2 separate regions of the Mus musculus genome follow, and region 1 is linked to region 2. The links are chromatin contacts, called in public promoter capture Hi-C maps. All regions are on one chromosome and are shown on one strand. The core of a region is the stretch at or near the end of the contact, and the rest is flanking DNA. Distances in the headings are between cores, read along the strand shown.

Region 1 (7,272 bases), core at 3,368-5,867, 600 kb after region 2:
CCTGCTCTTCTTGCACTGCCCTGCTCAGCAGCTCCTCCCTTGTGGCCCCCCAAGACCATTGTCCCTGCCCAAGCCTGGGCTCTGTTCATGGGCTATGTAGATTCCCCAAAAGCAGAGGCTGCCCCCCTCCTGCCTTTGCTGTTTGCCTGCCCTGGGCTAGCCCTGGCAACTGACTGGTGAGTGGGCTAGCCCTGGCAACTGACTGGTGAGTGGGAAGCCATGGGGGTAACTGAATGGCTGGGCTCCAGCCCTTTCTTTGCTGTCACCTGCACGTCTAACCTGGAGTCCTGAGGAAGGTTTGTCCATGGCCTGGGGAATCTATCCTTGTGCCTTTACAACCTGTCACTATCTGTCATGGTCTGTACTCAGCTGGGAGGAGGTGGGCAGCAGGGAGGGAATCTGATGGTACCATGGGTGCTTCATCCCACACTGTTGACTTTGCTAGGATGCCTGGGTGAGTGGATGGATGGACACCTGGGTGAGTGGATGGATGGACACCTGGGTGAGTGGATGATGGATGGACACACCTGGGTGAATGGGTGGAGGGATGCCTGGGTGAGTGGATGGGTGGATGCCTGGGTGGCTAGATAGATGGCTATGGGAGGTGGGGGATGGAAGGATGGATGGATGGCCACAATCATGGACATCTAGGAGGATGACTTAGCTTCTGAGTATGAGTTTTCTCACCTTACAAGTGTAAACGATGTTGGTTCACTGTGGTGGCAAAACCCACTGTGGTGGTTTGAATATGCTTGTCCCAGGGAGTGGTACTATTTGGAGGTGTGGCCTTGTTGGAAGAAGTGTGCCACTGTGGGGGTGGGCAATGAGACCCTCCTCCTAACTACATGGGAGCCAGGTGAAGACATAGAACTCTCAGCTCCTCCCTCGCTATGCCTGCCTGGATGCTGCCATGCTCCTGCCTTGATGATCATGGACTGAGCCTCTGAACCTGTAAACTAATGTAAACTAAATGTTGTCCTTATAAGAGTTGCCTTGGTCATGGTGTCTGTTCGTAGCAGTAGACACCCACTATAAAAACTGTCGAGTGTGAGGGTGCTTGAGTGGCCAGCATGGCTGAGCAGGCGCTTCCTTTTCTCTGCAGTGATTTATGTCACACTGAATTCGGATTTCCTTTTCACGGTCGCTGCTGTTAAGCCTGCACAGTGGATCCCTTTGTTATATGTTAGAGGCGTTCCTCCACCTCTTCAGTCTCTCGGGGCCAGTTCTTCTCCATAAACCTGTGGGACTATACAAAAGCTATCCCCTGGGGACATGGGGGAGGACTGGAGATGCTGTCACTGGGGATGAGTTAATCCCCTAAGCCAGGGCTATGTCCAACCGTCTCGACCTTCCATGGAAGTAATCCAACTTGGGCCTGGGTGCGAGGGCCAGGCAAGGTGCCAGCTGCTTCCTCCAGATCAGCAGATTGCATCCCAGGTCTTTACCCTCAAATCACCTGGCATCAGCCATAACCCATAGCTACATAATATAAGCACAGAAAGCAAGCATGTTCCGAGCAAAAGGAGTGGTCAAAACGGTTAAGATTTTAACAGAACCCTAACTGTTGAGATGTGAGCCATGGCTTCCTGTGAAGGTGCTGAGGCATGGGCAAGGAGCTCTCCTTAAATTCACCTCTGGCTCTTCTATGGTGTGTGGCTGGATTTGCATGTTCTGGGAGACCTTGTTAAATGGGACTTCTGAGCCGGAAGTGCTGAGGTGGAGCCTGCAGGTCTGCGTTCTGACATCTGGGATCCTGCCTGTTCATAGACCACATGGGGGGAGCAGAGGCATGTGCCTTGGCCCGTGGCTGCCCTATCCATGCCCAGCATCAGGAGCTGAGAAGCGCAGTCCCTGAAGCCTAGGGTCATGTCTCATTTGTGTCTTTACAATCCCACTTCAGCTCCCTGTTGCCCTTTCCTCCAGGCCTGCTACCCCCTTCCTTCCCTAATGGATGAAGACGGTGTTTAGAGCTGCTAATGCTCATGCTAATAGGGTCACTACTACTCCACACCCCCCCCCCCAGAGTTTGATTTAAGTGCCCAAAGGTGACAGCAATGCCCAAGTCTGCCACTGGTGAGCTTTTTCATATACTATTGACAAAGCTCATCTCCATACCAATCAGAACCCCCAGCTTGATAGTACACAGGACAAAGGCATAAGCTGGTTTCTTTGACCTTCTTTCTGGCAATGAGGGCAGGAGTATCTCAGGAGGGTTCACATGCTCCTGACTCAGGCCCCTGTGGGCTGAGCGTCTGCTCGTATTGGTCATGCCTGAGGCAGGCAGCCATGACACCATACCTACCTCTGTTTCCCGAGGCCCTCCTCTATCTCTCTAGTAGGATCTATGGAATGTCCCAGATTGAACCCCCCACCCCACCTCCAGAGTTGCTCTGCGCCCCACTCGGCTCTTTGGTGTGGACACAGAAGGCACACGGGGGAAATGATGGCAGGACTGAGCACAAACGTTAAACAAGTCTGGCCAGGGTTTAGTGCTCAATGGAACAGGGATCTCGGGGTATTTTGAAGTGGAACCAAGGGACTTCTGACATGAGGAAAATGATGTCTGCTGCCAGTGACGCTTGCTCTGATCAGAAGTGAGCCTTTGTCTTGATGCAGGAATTTCCATGGATGGCAACCCCAGTGCTGTCATGGGCTCTGTAATTTCAATCTTTCTATGTAAAAGGTCTAGCTTTGGCTTCTGTACCTACCCCTCACAGAAATGTGCCCAGCCCTGGTAGGGGGCCACTAGCAGAGTCCTAGAAGAAGCCACTGGTCCTTATCTCTAAACCCTGCAGCGACACTCAAATTCCCTGCAAACCTCTTTCCCCACTGGATAAATTGCTAGGGAGCAGCATGGCTGTGGGCCGGCTGTGTGAAGCCAGATGTTTGTGACAAGAGGTGGTAAGTTGCTGATGTCCAGAGCTGACTGAACTCTGAGGCCGTCCCTTTGGTGGGCATGGCTCATCCTAGGGTACCCTGCCTCCCTCCTCTGCTACACCTGTGTTGGCTATTACCTGGTGAACGCAGTCTTTCTGAGCATAGGATGGATGTGGGGAGCTTATGCAACCCCCTGCCCCATCCTCCCAATGGGCCTCAGAGGACCCCGGATCTGCTGTGTCTTTCTGTTTCTATAATCACGGGAGCTACTCTGCATGTCCTGGTGTGGGGCACCTTCCTCCTCTGCTTGGGGTTGCTGTTCCTAACCATTGTGCTCTAGAAAGAGCCAGAGAAGAGATGTGTCTGCACTGTGTGGGGGCCGAGGGAACGTCTGGAGGACTTCAGGCATTCACCAAACTTTGTCTTCCCTCCTTTGGTTTCCACTACTATGTTAATAGAAAAGTAAGTGTCAGAGTGACTGGTGCTGCGGGGCTCTGGCTTACAGTGGGTACAGTCAGGGGATCTACTGAAAGCCAGACCAGATACCAGTCCAACCACATGGACACATCTCACTACAGACACACCAAGGAATCACCTGTAATCATATGCTGCAAGGGCTCATTCCAGTTCACTGCTGTGTCTTATTACCTTATACACACACACACACACACACACACACACACACACACCCCTACTCAGAATAGCACATGCCATGAGCTCAGTGGGGGCGTGCAGCAGCAGCTATAAATCAACATGTGCAGACGTCTCCTCACAGACGGCCCAGATCCATCCCGACAAGCAGACGCCCCACCTGGAGTCCTCTTTTGCTGGTCAAACTTGGAGGTCCCAACATTCTCTGAAAACCCCACTTCACAGTCAGGAAAACTGAGGCACGTCAAGATTGACTGAGCTGTTCAGAGTTCAGCAGCCTGTGAGGGCAGAACAAGCATTCTGGGCTGCTCTGCCTTTGAGACGCTTTGGTCTGCCCTTGGAATGGTCAGCACTTGGTCATTGCACCAATGATCAAGGGGCTTGTCCCCCTTATCCCTGGGCTTCCCGAGGACTGGACTGTCTGACGCCCACTCAAGGATTATTGTCTGCTTTGGTCAGAGAGTCCGCACCCTCAGCTGCAGAATCCTGCCTGCTGTCCAGGTACCTCCCAGGGCTGGCTACAGCTGCTTCCTCCATCACCTAGAAGGCCCTCCTCCCAGGCCTTCCTTCTTGGATCTCAGAAGAACCCTTCCCACACCCTCCACCACAGCCGTGGTGCAGTTCGGTGCCAGTGTCTGGAGCCTGTGCTTCTGTCCCTGGGCCAGCTGTGCTGTCACATTTCCCCCATGACAGCTCAAGCAGGGGAAACAGACCCAGAGCATGGTGAGAATCATGGGGACTCAACAAGTCATGTTTCCCTTCCTTGGCACCTGGTCTGCTGAGCTAGCAAGGTCCCTGTTGGAGGTTCTGAAGCTAAATGGCAAGTGGAGACTTTTTGTCAGATCTCCCTGGTGTCTGCCAGGCTGCCCTACCACCTGCCCTGATGTGTCTCTGCCACCTCCACCTGCATGTTTCTCTCTGGGCAGCTGAGGGGACAAATGGGGGCCCGATTAGGTTTTCCTATCCCTGACTCTGCCCTCTTGGAGCCATCCCATCCTTCCCAGGAAGAGCAGCAACCCTACTGTTCAGTCCCACCAAGGCTGGAACTCTCTCAGCTCAGCTCCATGTGTACTGAGCGCCTCCCTCAGGTGGTATTCACTGAAGAGGCTCTGGCCTGGCCAGCTCAGGAGCCCGAGGACACAGCACAGGAACACCAGGTGTAATGGCGTAAGCCATAGTTACGGCAGAAAGAGAAAAATTGGCAAACTGGTGTTAAAAATTCTCAAAACAAACTTATTAGCTAATGCAGACTGTCACCATGGCAACCAAACAGCACAGAAACAAAACTTCTCCATGCAGATTCATTTACAGGAAGGTTTCCTAATGCTATTCCAAAGGTGTATTATTTTCCACTTTCAGTTATAATACAATTTTTTAAAAAAAATAAACTGATTTGAGACACAGCTGCAGAGCTGGGTGTGGTAGGGATTTCCACACAGAGGCAAATTACACTAGGGCTCAGGGCACAGCTACTCGCAACTGTATGTCACCCTAGGCTCAGCTTGACCATGAAGTGCAGCTTAAGGTTGATCCAAGGATGCAAGGGCATCAGTGTGTGGCAGTCGCCTTCCTCTTGGACTGAGTGACACAGAAGGATCCTGGCATCATGTGACTTTCCCTTCAGAGTCTCTTTCTATTCACCCTAGTTAGAAAGGGCATAGATAGACTAGAGAAATAATCCCATCCAGGTCTATCTTGGTGAGCTAGAGTCAGTAGGGTTCTGGAGGCAGCTCCTCCCCTCTCCGAGCACGGGCGATGACTCATGAGTGCCTCCTTACTAGAGTTCCCACCCATCAACCTTCCATGTCTTATGGTAGGACCTCAAAGCCAAGTGGTACCAGGGCAGGATTACATTCAGCCTGGGATGGGGGCCAGGAGTGAGTGAATAGCTGGAATCTCTGGTGGGGTCTGATGACAACCTCAGATCATGTGGGTAACCATCAGTGCCGATTCCAAGACCACAGAGGCCCTGTCATACTCAGAGGACAGAGCTCTACCTGGGATCGGCAGAGAGTACCTTCCCTGCCTGTGTGAACCTAAGCTAAATCAGGCGAGCATGCCCCCACTAGCCTGAGTGCCTCCTTAGCCAGGCTGCCCATGACTATTCCTTCCAAAAACAAATGGAGGAGACCACAGTAAAAAGCTCGGGGCATGTGGTCCACTTCTGCAGCTGCTTGGCAGTGCCTAGATTCTTAAAGAAGTCCTCCCTCCCAGTTATCCATGACATGACACATGCACTTTTTCCACAAAAGCAGATGGTAGACACTTCAGGCTGAGGGTGTACCATGGCCTCTTCAAACCAGTCTCCTCACCTCGACCTCCTGTGGACAGCCACAGACAGTGGTAGGTGGTGGGCATGGTTGTGTGATAAAGCTTCGGTTACACAGGTGGGTGTGTTAGCTTTTCGTGGATCCGACAAGGTGTCCGAGAGAAACACTAAACGAGGAAGTGTTTGTTTTGTGACATAGTTTAGGGGGCTTGACTCCCACACAGCTGGCTCTCTTGAGGCAACTCATCATGGTGAAAGATGGTTGCTCACCTCATGGGGCCAGGAAGCAGACCAGCCAGCAGAGGGGCCAGATAGGAAGAGGTATGGGACAAGATACGTTCTTCAAAATACAACCCTGGCAACCTGCTTCCTTCATCTGGGCTCCACCTCTTTCCATGCCTACCTCCTTCCAATATCACCGTCTGACTGCAACACTATCAAGTTTAGTCCATTGAGGAAAACCTGATGGTCCAGTCACTTACAAGGCCCCAGCACTGAACACTACTGAATTGAGAACCTGTAGCCTGGTCTCATGTAGGCGCTCCTCAACGGAGGCTCTCTCCTCTCAGATGACTCTAGCTGTGTCAAGTTGATATGGAACTAGCCGGCACAATGCAGCTGATGTCCTTCAGCAGTAGAAGAAAGGAGATGCCACCACACATGTGATAGGGACTTTGAAAGTCAGAGGCTAGGAACTGAGGCCGTTCTGGGATACAAGGTCTAGAACTAGCAAAATGGCCACTCGTGACAGGCCCATGGCTGATGCTGATAGAGGATCCCGACAACAAGGAACAAGGGCACTTTGGACACAGAGGGAGAAGTCTGAGGCTCCGCTGGGGCTGCAGCACCTTAGATCTGCTTCAGCCAGAACTCTGTCTTATCGTAAATAACTTTGGCATCCATAAGGTAATATGAGTTGTCTTAGTCAGGGTTTGTGTTCCTGAACAAAACACCATGACCAAGAAGCAAGGTGGGGAGGAAAGGGTTTATTCAACTTACACTTCTACATTGCTGTTCATCACCAAAGAAAGTCAGGACTGGAACTCACACAGGGCAGGAACCTGGAGGCAGGAGCTGATGCAGAGGCCATGGAGGGATTTTACTTACTGGCTTGCTCAGTCTGCTCTCTTATAGAACCAAGCTTAGACAACCAGCCCAGGGATGGTCCCACCCACAAAGAGCCCTCCCGCCTTGATCACTAATTGACAGCAACAATTCCTTATGGCTGGATCTTATGGAGGCATTTCCTCAACTGAAGCCCCTTTCTCTGTGATAACTCCAGCTTGTGTCAAGTTGACACAAAACCAGCCAGTACATGAATGTTTCTGTTTTGCTCTGTCTCATTTTCCCCCCAGACTGGCCTCCACTCGCTACATAGCTGCTTTCCAACTTCTGACTCTCCTCTACCTTCCAAATGCTGGGATTACAGGTGTGCGCCACCATATCCACCATATCCAGCTACAATTGAAGATTTT
Region 2 (7,054 bases), core at 3,149-5,648:
CTCTCTGGAAAAGCTGCCAATGTTGCCAGAGGCTTGTCTCTTAGATAATTCTAAATTCCACAAGTCAAGGCGGTGATGAGCCAAGAAGAAATGGGAGGATGGAAGGGAGGATGGAAGGGAGGATGGAAGGGAGGATAGAAGGGAGGATGGAAGGGAGGATGGAAGGGAGGATGGAAGGGAGGATGAAAGGGAGGATGGAAGGGAGGATGGAAGGGAGGATGGGAGGGAGGATAGAAGGGAGGATGGAAGGGAGGATAGAAGGGAGGATGGAAGGGAGGATGGGGATGTTTCCACCCTGACACTGGGCTCAATCCTGGTAACACCGAAAACACAGGGATAGCATCCTTTGCTTAAGGTCGTAGCACACAGCCACTTGAAGGAGTTCTAAAAGCAGAATCCTTCCTATCTATAGTCTGTAGCTTGGGCATGACTCTATCCTTGGCAGCTGCTGTGACGCGGAGGCAGGGGATTGGCTCTAGGATGCTATCACTTTCTGGAACTTGTCAGGCTCCTCTCTAGGAATCAGTCAATCAAGGTGGGACTTGCTTCAACCTGGGTGAGAAGCATATGAGCTCTGGCCAGGCAGATGCTCGCTCAGGGAAGGTCCTGGATGCATGCAAATCCAGCTAGGAAGGGCACCACCTGTGACATAGCATTGTTAGTAAGCAACCAGCATGATTCCCAAACAGCTCTAACATGCAGCAAAGCAATTCCAAAGACTCCTGCGGTTAACAGAGATGAGCTACCAGCTTGACATAATTCTCAAGAGCTCACCTCTGGAATTAGTGCTCCTATAGACAAGGTGCCCCATTCAGTGCCTGCTATGTCTAACGGTGATTCAAAAAGGAAAGTACACAACCTCTCCTGCTGTGCAAATCACTGGTGAGCCACCGCCAGGAACAATGATGTAGAAAGAAGCAAGAAGGCATCTTCAACCTCTTGATAAATGCCACAGATCCCGTTTTTGTTTGTTTGTTTGGTTGGTTGGTTGGTTTTTGTTTTTGTTCTGTTTACACAAACACTGGTTTCTGTCACCTACTTATGCTTCTTTGCCTCTCTCAACTCAAGAGAAAGTAATAAGCCACCAGTTCCCCAGTAGCTCTGTTACATATCTGATCTCACATCTCACCTCTTAGCTAAGTCTGCGGAGCCCACAGGTAGGCTCAGTGCACCTGAGACTTGCAGTAGCATTTAAATGTATACGTTTATCACTCTTTATATAGCTTTGGGGGAGGGGGAATGTGGGGAAAAATTTTCCTGAGTATCAAGCATACATTTTATTATCCCAATAAAGCTCACAAGCTGTCTGACAGTGGCGTCCCAGCATTGAAGACCATCCCCAGGTCACAGCAGCAACAATGTCCCTAACACCCAGACAGGAGCCATCAAGTTCACTGTGAAAACAGAGTGCCTGGCCCTACTCATTGGCTGAAAGAGAGCAGGCAATAGAAGAAGCTTTCAGAACTCCAGGTCATATTTTTTTATTTAATAAATTGAAGTCCTGTGAAACAAAGTACACATTTTTACATATACGAAAAGAAGCGTTGACATGATTTTTCCACATCGATAATGAATAAATATACCAAGAACTGCATGTGTGCCCATGGACCCTTATTGCATGATATTTCACACACACGTCTGAGTGAGCCTGGGTGGTCTGGTGGATACCCACACACAAACACATTTTGTTCCTGTGTTATTAATACTTCGGTTTTATTAGCCTTATTAATGACTTGGTTTTTAAAAGAAAAAAAAATCAGGTGATATCAATAAGCAGAGTATTATTTCCCAAACTGGCTCATTTTTCATCAGTGCTTCATTTCAAAACTGAATAGAGAAGGCTGCTCACCACCTTCCCGCCATCCCGGTCCTAACATAGGGGAGGCTCTGGTGTGTGTCTGTGCCTTCTTTTTAAGTTTCAACTAAGGCAAGAGAGAGGTTTCCAAATTCCACCAGCAAGAGTTTTTTCCTCAGGCTCTTTACACTTCTGATTTGTTAAAAGTGTTTAAAATAGAAAAGATCAACATAGAAGAAGAGCAAAAACCTAAGTGAGTTGCTGGCTGGGAATTTACAACTGGCCCCAGGGGAAATCTTTAATGCTTGCTCCCAGGTCGGTGGTTCTCAACTTGTGGGTCTTGACCCCTTTGGGGAGCCCACATATCAGTTATCCTGAATATGGATATTTATGCATGTCTGATATAAATATCAGATATTTATAATACTATCCATAACAGTAGCAAAACTACAGTTGCTAAGTAACAATGAAATAGTTGTATGGTTGGTTCGGGGAGTCACCACCCATGAGAATCTGTATTAAAGGGTCGAAGCATTAGGAAGGCTGAGAACTACTGTCCTATGTAAAGGGGAGCCCCCATTCTGAGTGGCAGCTCTATGTTCCATGCAATGTCCCCACCCCCATCCTCTGGCTGAACTGAGCCCGGGCAGGCAGCTTGAGACCTACCAGGCTTCTTGGCTGGGCTGTTTTCCTTTCCCTCTCAACTATGACCTCTGCCTGGTGGAGGAAGGGAGGAGGGGAGAGGAGAAGACAGTGAGAAAGAGAAACACAGACACAGGGGAGGGGGTGGCTGCTGGGCTGGGCACCAGAAGGCTTCTGTTGGGAAAACACCCTTTGGTTACAGAGGGAGGACAGTATCACCTGATTTATTTATTTAAGCCGGACTTTAAAGGGGATCCAGGTCAGGAGATGCCTCACCCGTTTGAGTGATACACCCAAACGTGACCCAGCATGCCTGCACCCTATGCCTTCCACCCGGAAGTCCCAGGAAAGGCCGTCTCATGCAGGCAGGAAGCTGGGATCTGGATGCGGTTTTTTGGTCCTTAAAGGAACTTTGAATTTTTAAAAGATGAAGGAAAGGGACATTGGATAAAATGTGGCCTTCCCAGAAGGCAAGTCAGCCTGGCAATGGGCACTGTGGCTGAAGGAGACCTTTAACTACCCTTCTGAAGCCTGAGAATGTTTAAGGAGCCACAGAGCTGTGACAGTCCTCTGTGAGTGGGCCTGCTCTCCACAGAGCATTGTTCCAGTGGTGCGTGTTGCATGTCCCCAAAGGTGGAGAGCCCAGGCCTTTGGTGAGGGGGCAAGAAGTGGCATACACAGCTCTTCCAGCTCCTTAGACAGTGGTCTCAACCCGAGGGCCCCACATCGGGGGCCCTCCCCACTGCCCCCAGGAGTGGCTGAGGCTGTAGCAGTCTCTGGCCTCAGGTTCAACTTCAATAAGACCTAGTTAGCCCTTGATCACAGGGCTTCTCTGACAGCCATGCTCAAGCCTGGCCTAGTTGAGCCCGGGTCACCTGGGAATAGGTTCAAAGGCAAGGAAGCTGTAAACCACCTCCAGGCCCCAGCTAGAGCGGCCTGGCGAACAAAGAGACCCCAAGCACTTCAAACGCGCTGGCTGGCGCTCGGCGCTCAGAGTCCAGATGGCAAAGGGCCGGGATCCGTGATGTCTGTTCACCAAGGCCTGGCCCAATGTTCTGCAATCCTGAGCCCTCCTGCCCTGCCCATCAGTGCCCAGGGCAGGGGACTTCAGACAGGTTCAGCCTCTCCCTAGTCTCAGTGTTCTGGGCCCACCACCCGCCTGCAAGTGAAGCACAGTACAGAGGCTGAGGCTGAACCCCAAACCGGGATCCAACACTCAGGGCAAGGTCAGGTAGGCAGGCATGGCGGGCACATGGGCGCTCCCGCAGAGGCTCGCTGTGATGCCTAAGCTATAAAGCATTTAGGGGGCAGGTTCTGAAAACGTGTCCAGGCTGAAGTAGCCCAGAAAATCGGGATTGAAAAAGGATCTCCAACTTGCATACTGGCCCGAGCCGGGCGGCGTCTCTATAGATCCTAGAGGCGAGATCGTGGGGGTGGACATCTCTGCCAACAGGCGAGTATCTGCCCTGCCCCGGGTCGTGGCACTCTGCCTGCACAGCTCCACTCACTGCGGGCAGGATCGCGTTGCAGACGCCGGAGGTCTCAGTGCGCGCCCCAAGAGGCTCCCAGCTGCGTCCTTGGTCCACGGAGCACATCTGGGCTTGGACTTGCCTCCTCCACCCCTCGCAGAGACCCTGAACCCTGGCAGGGCCAAATCTGCTCCAGGAGACTCAGACAAAGGCAGGCACCGTTGAACTTAGAGGTCAGCACCGCTGATTAGCGGCCCGCGCCTGGGGTAGGAGCGCAGGCTGAGCGCGCGGATCTGGCCTCCGAGATGCGGGCCACAGTCAGGGCCGAAAAAAGCGGAGACAAAACTGAAAGTGCCGCCCGGGGGGGGGGGGGGGGGCGGGGGCGGCCGGCGAAGGCCCCAGAATTTGTCCTGCCCCTGGCCACGGTGGCCAATCAGCGCGCCGCCCTCGCTCCTGACAGCTATTTAGCAACCCAGCCGGGATAGAGTTTCCAAAAAAGTTAGAATAACTTCCTCTCCCGGAGACCTCGGTTTTGCACAAGCCGGCCTCGAAATCAGAGCCTTTGAGAGCGACCCGGGAGCCTGTGCTCGGCGGCCGCGGGCTTGGCCAGTGGCGTGCGCTCGGCGCCCCCCAGCCCCACGCGCGCCGGGCGGGCGCCATGGAGGAGGGCTCCAGCTCGCCGGTGTCCCCCGTGGACAGTCTGGGCACCAGTGAGGAAGAGCTGGAGAGGCAGCCCAAGCGCTTCGGCCGGAAGCGGCGCTACAGCAAGAAATCGAGCGAAGATGGCAGCCCGACCCCGGGTAAGCGCGGCAAGAAGGGCAGCCCGAGCGCGCAGTCTTTCGAGGAGCTGCAGAGCCAGCGCATCCTGGCCAACGTGCGCGAGCGCCAGCGCACCCAGTCGCTCAACGAGGCCTTCGCCGCGCTGCGCAAGATCATCCCCACGCTCCCCTCTGACAAGCTCAGCAAGATCCAGACGCTCAAGCTGGCCGCCAGGTACATAGACTTCCTCTACCAGGTTCTCCAGAGCGACGAGATGGACAATAAGATGACCAGCTGCAGCTACGTGGCTCACGAGCGTCTCAGCTACGCCTTCTCCGTGTGGCGCATGGAGGGCGCGTGGTCCATGTCCGCCTCCCACTAGCGCCGCGCCGTGCCATCCACCTCCGGAGCCGCAAGCCAGGGTAGGTGCTGCGTGTGGTGGGCATCCACGACGCACGGGTGGGTGGGCGGACGGGCCAGTGTATCTCTCCTCGTGAAGGTACCTCAGGCAACCGCACAGGGATGGGGTGAGCTTCCTCACCCTGCAAGGGTTGGCGCGACCTGAGAAAACTCTCCTACCCCGGGGGCACGCCCAAGGTCTTTTGCCAAGGGTATCCGTTCGGAATCCACCCGCCTGTGGTTCCCCATCAGGGTCCAAATACACTTATTGGACAAATGGTCACTTTTCATTTTTGGTGGATGGGTATCTGTGGGTGACTCTGTGGGGAGCGGTTGTCAAAACGTCTTCCTTAGGCCAGCGGAGGCCAGGAGATGCGATGCCCGCTGGGTTGTGGCCGACCTGTTGCCTCGCGCTCATTCTATGGAGCTGAGGAGCCCACGCGTGGTACAGACAATCCGCTCTTTCTGATCCGCAGTTCCGGCCCGCGCCTTGGATGCTAGGGCGTTCAAGCCCTAGCCGGCTCAGTACGTAAGATGATGCTGGCCCCTGGCGCGGCAGAGAGGTTTCTGTTCAGCGCTGGGGCTCCAGGTTCACAGAGGAGCAAATCTCTGGGCGCCAAGAATGCAGTAGACCCTTGTCGCCCCAAAAGTATGGAACCCTCAAGCGCCCAGGCCTGGGTGGATGTAGCGGCTTGGAGTCTCTGGCTGCCTGCAAGCAGGTGGATCGTATTTAGAGTTGTGTGCTTAAGTACCACCATCCTTGAACTTGGAAAGACACAGAGGCAAGGGATTCAGGCTGGGTAACAGGTCTGAGTGTGCGGTGGGTGTGGATGAAGAAGCAGTGTGAGCAGGGCCTTGCCTGGGAAGAAGGCAGCTCAGCACAGCTGAGCACCGGATTGGTGTTTCAGAGAGCGTTTATCATGTCCTGCACCCGCTGCTTAGCAGACACATCCCAAATCCCCAGGCAGCCCCAGGGGCAGTATCCTGCAGGCTCTGCTTCCCTGAGGCCTTGCTTAGATCTTCGAGGGGAGCGTGGTATAGAAAATTCTTCCCACTTAATTTTCCTTCGTTTTTCATGCATCTTGTGTGTTTTTTTTTAAATGAAAGTCTCCGCTTAACACAGAAAGAATTTGGATTAATCAAGATTAACATGATTATCCATTGTCCCAAACATCTATTTACACTTTTATAATTTTATAATATCTTGAAAGTTGCTGCTGTGGCCACAAAATGTTGGTCTCATACAGTGGGTTTGTTTTCTTTCTTCCTTTCCTTTCTTACCCTCTTTCTTTCTTTTTTTTAAAATCCTTTATTTCTATCATCAAAAAAATGTTTTCATGAAATAACCTCTGGGATACGACTATTTTATAGTTTTTAAGAAGAGCTTTTAACAGAGTCACTTGTGGGAATCTTCCCCTGTGTTTGTCAAAAACAGATGGGAATTGTCTCAATCACGTATTTCTCTAGGAAAGAAAGTTTGGGTTGGCAAAGTACTCGAAGCTTCAGAGGGATAATACATTAATTCTGTTTTTTTGCTGCCTAAATTATGAGTGTCCATTAGTTAAGTTCCACTCACCCCTCTTACCGCCATGGTTTACAACACGTCTGAGGGAGCCGAGACAGATGAAATGCACCATCTTTTTTATACACACACATAGAATTTGTTTAAGGGAAATGTCAACAGAACTATCGTTAAGATAGTCCTTCCGAAAATTATTGAAAGCCAACACTAGGAGATCCTACCCTGATGCAAGAATTTAGTGGGGGCATTTAAAATTCATTTTAAGATAATTGCTCTCTTCAACAACTTTGATTCAATCACAGTTTGCAATCAAATATGTTTTAAAATCCAAAAATGCAATATCTGTAATAAACAAATGAAAAATGTTAAGAGCTTATTTGGACAAAAAGGCATTAAACTATCAGATAACACATTGGGTTGGAAAGCAAGATGCAGGCCTGTTTACTTTCAAATAATCAAATACAAAGG

What was found. Promoter capture Hi-C pulls out the DNA fragments that hold promoters and counts their contacts.
Region 1: a promoter capture Hi-C map of liver shows a contact between it and region 2, with 2.9 times the contacts expected there. The contact joins the enhancer-like site here to the promoter of Twist2 in region 2. A contact is called at or near these places in 6 of 39 promoter capture datasets (the 3T3-L1 cell line, the C10 cell line, embryonic stem cells and 2 more), 1 of 115 datasets of contacts at active chromatin or transcription factors (the NIH/3T3 cell line) and 2 of 9 other capture datasets (embryonic stem cells and liver).

The regions. Positions count from the first base shown.
Region 1 is chr1:92,400,699-92,407,970 of GRCm38.p6, forward strand. No RefSeq gene overlaps it. Among named protein-coding and RNA genes, the nearest start is that of Gm35992, 25 kb to the left of the region's middle. Within about 2 kb of position 4,618, at least 17 of the 459 cell types and tissues checked have an H3K27ac peak or open chromatin away from gene starts, as enhancers often do.
Region 2 is chr1:91,797,063-91,804,116 of GRCm38.p6, forward strand. Twist2 (twist basic helix-loop-helix transcription factor 2) reads left to right here and starts at 4,399. Exons shown (of 2, transcript NM_007855.3): 1 at 4,399-5,087. The coding sequence starts at 4,565. The coding sequence ends at 5,047.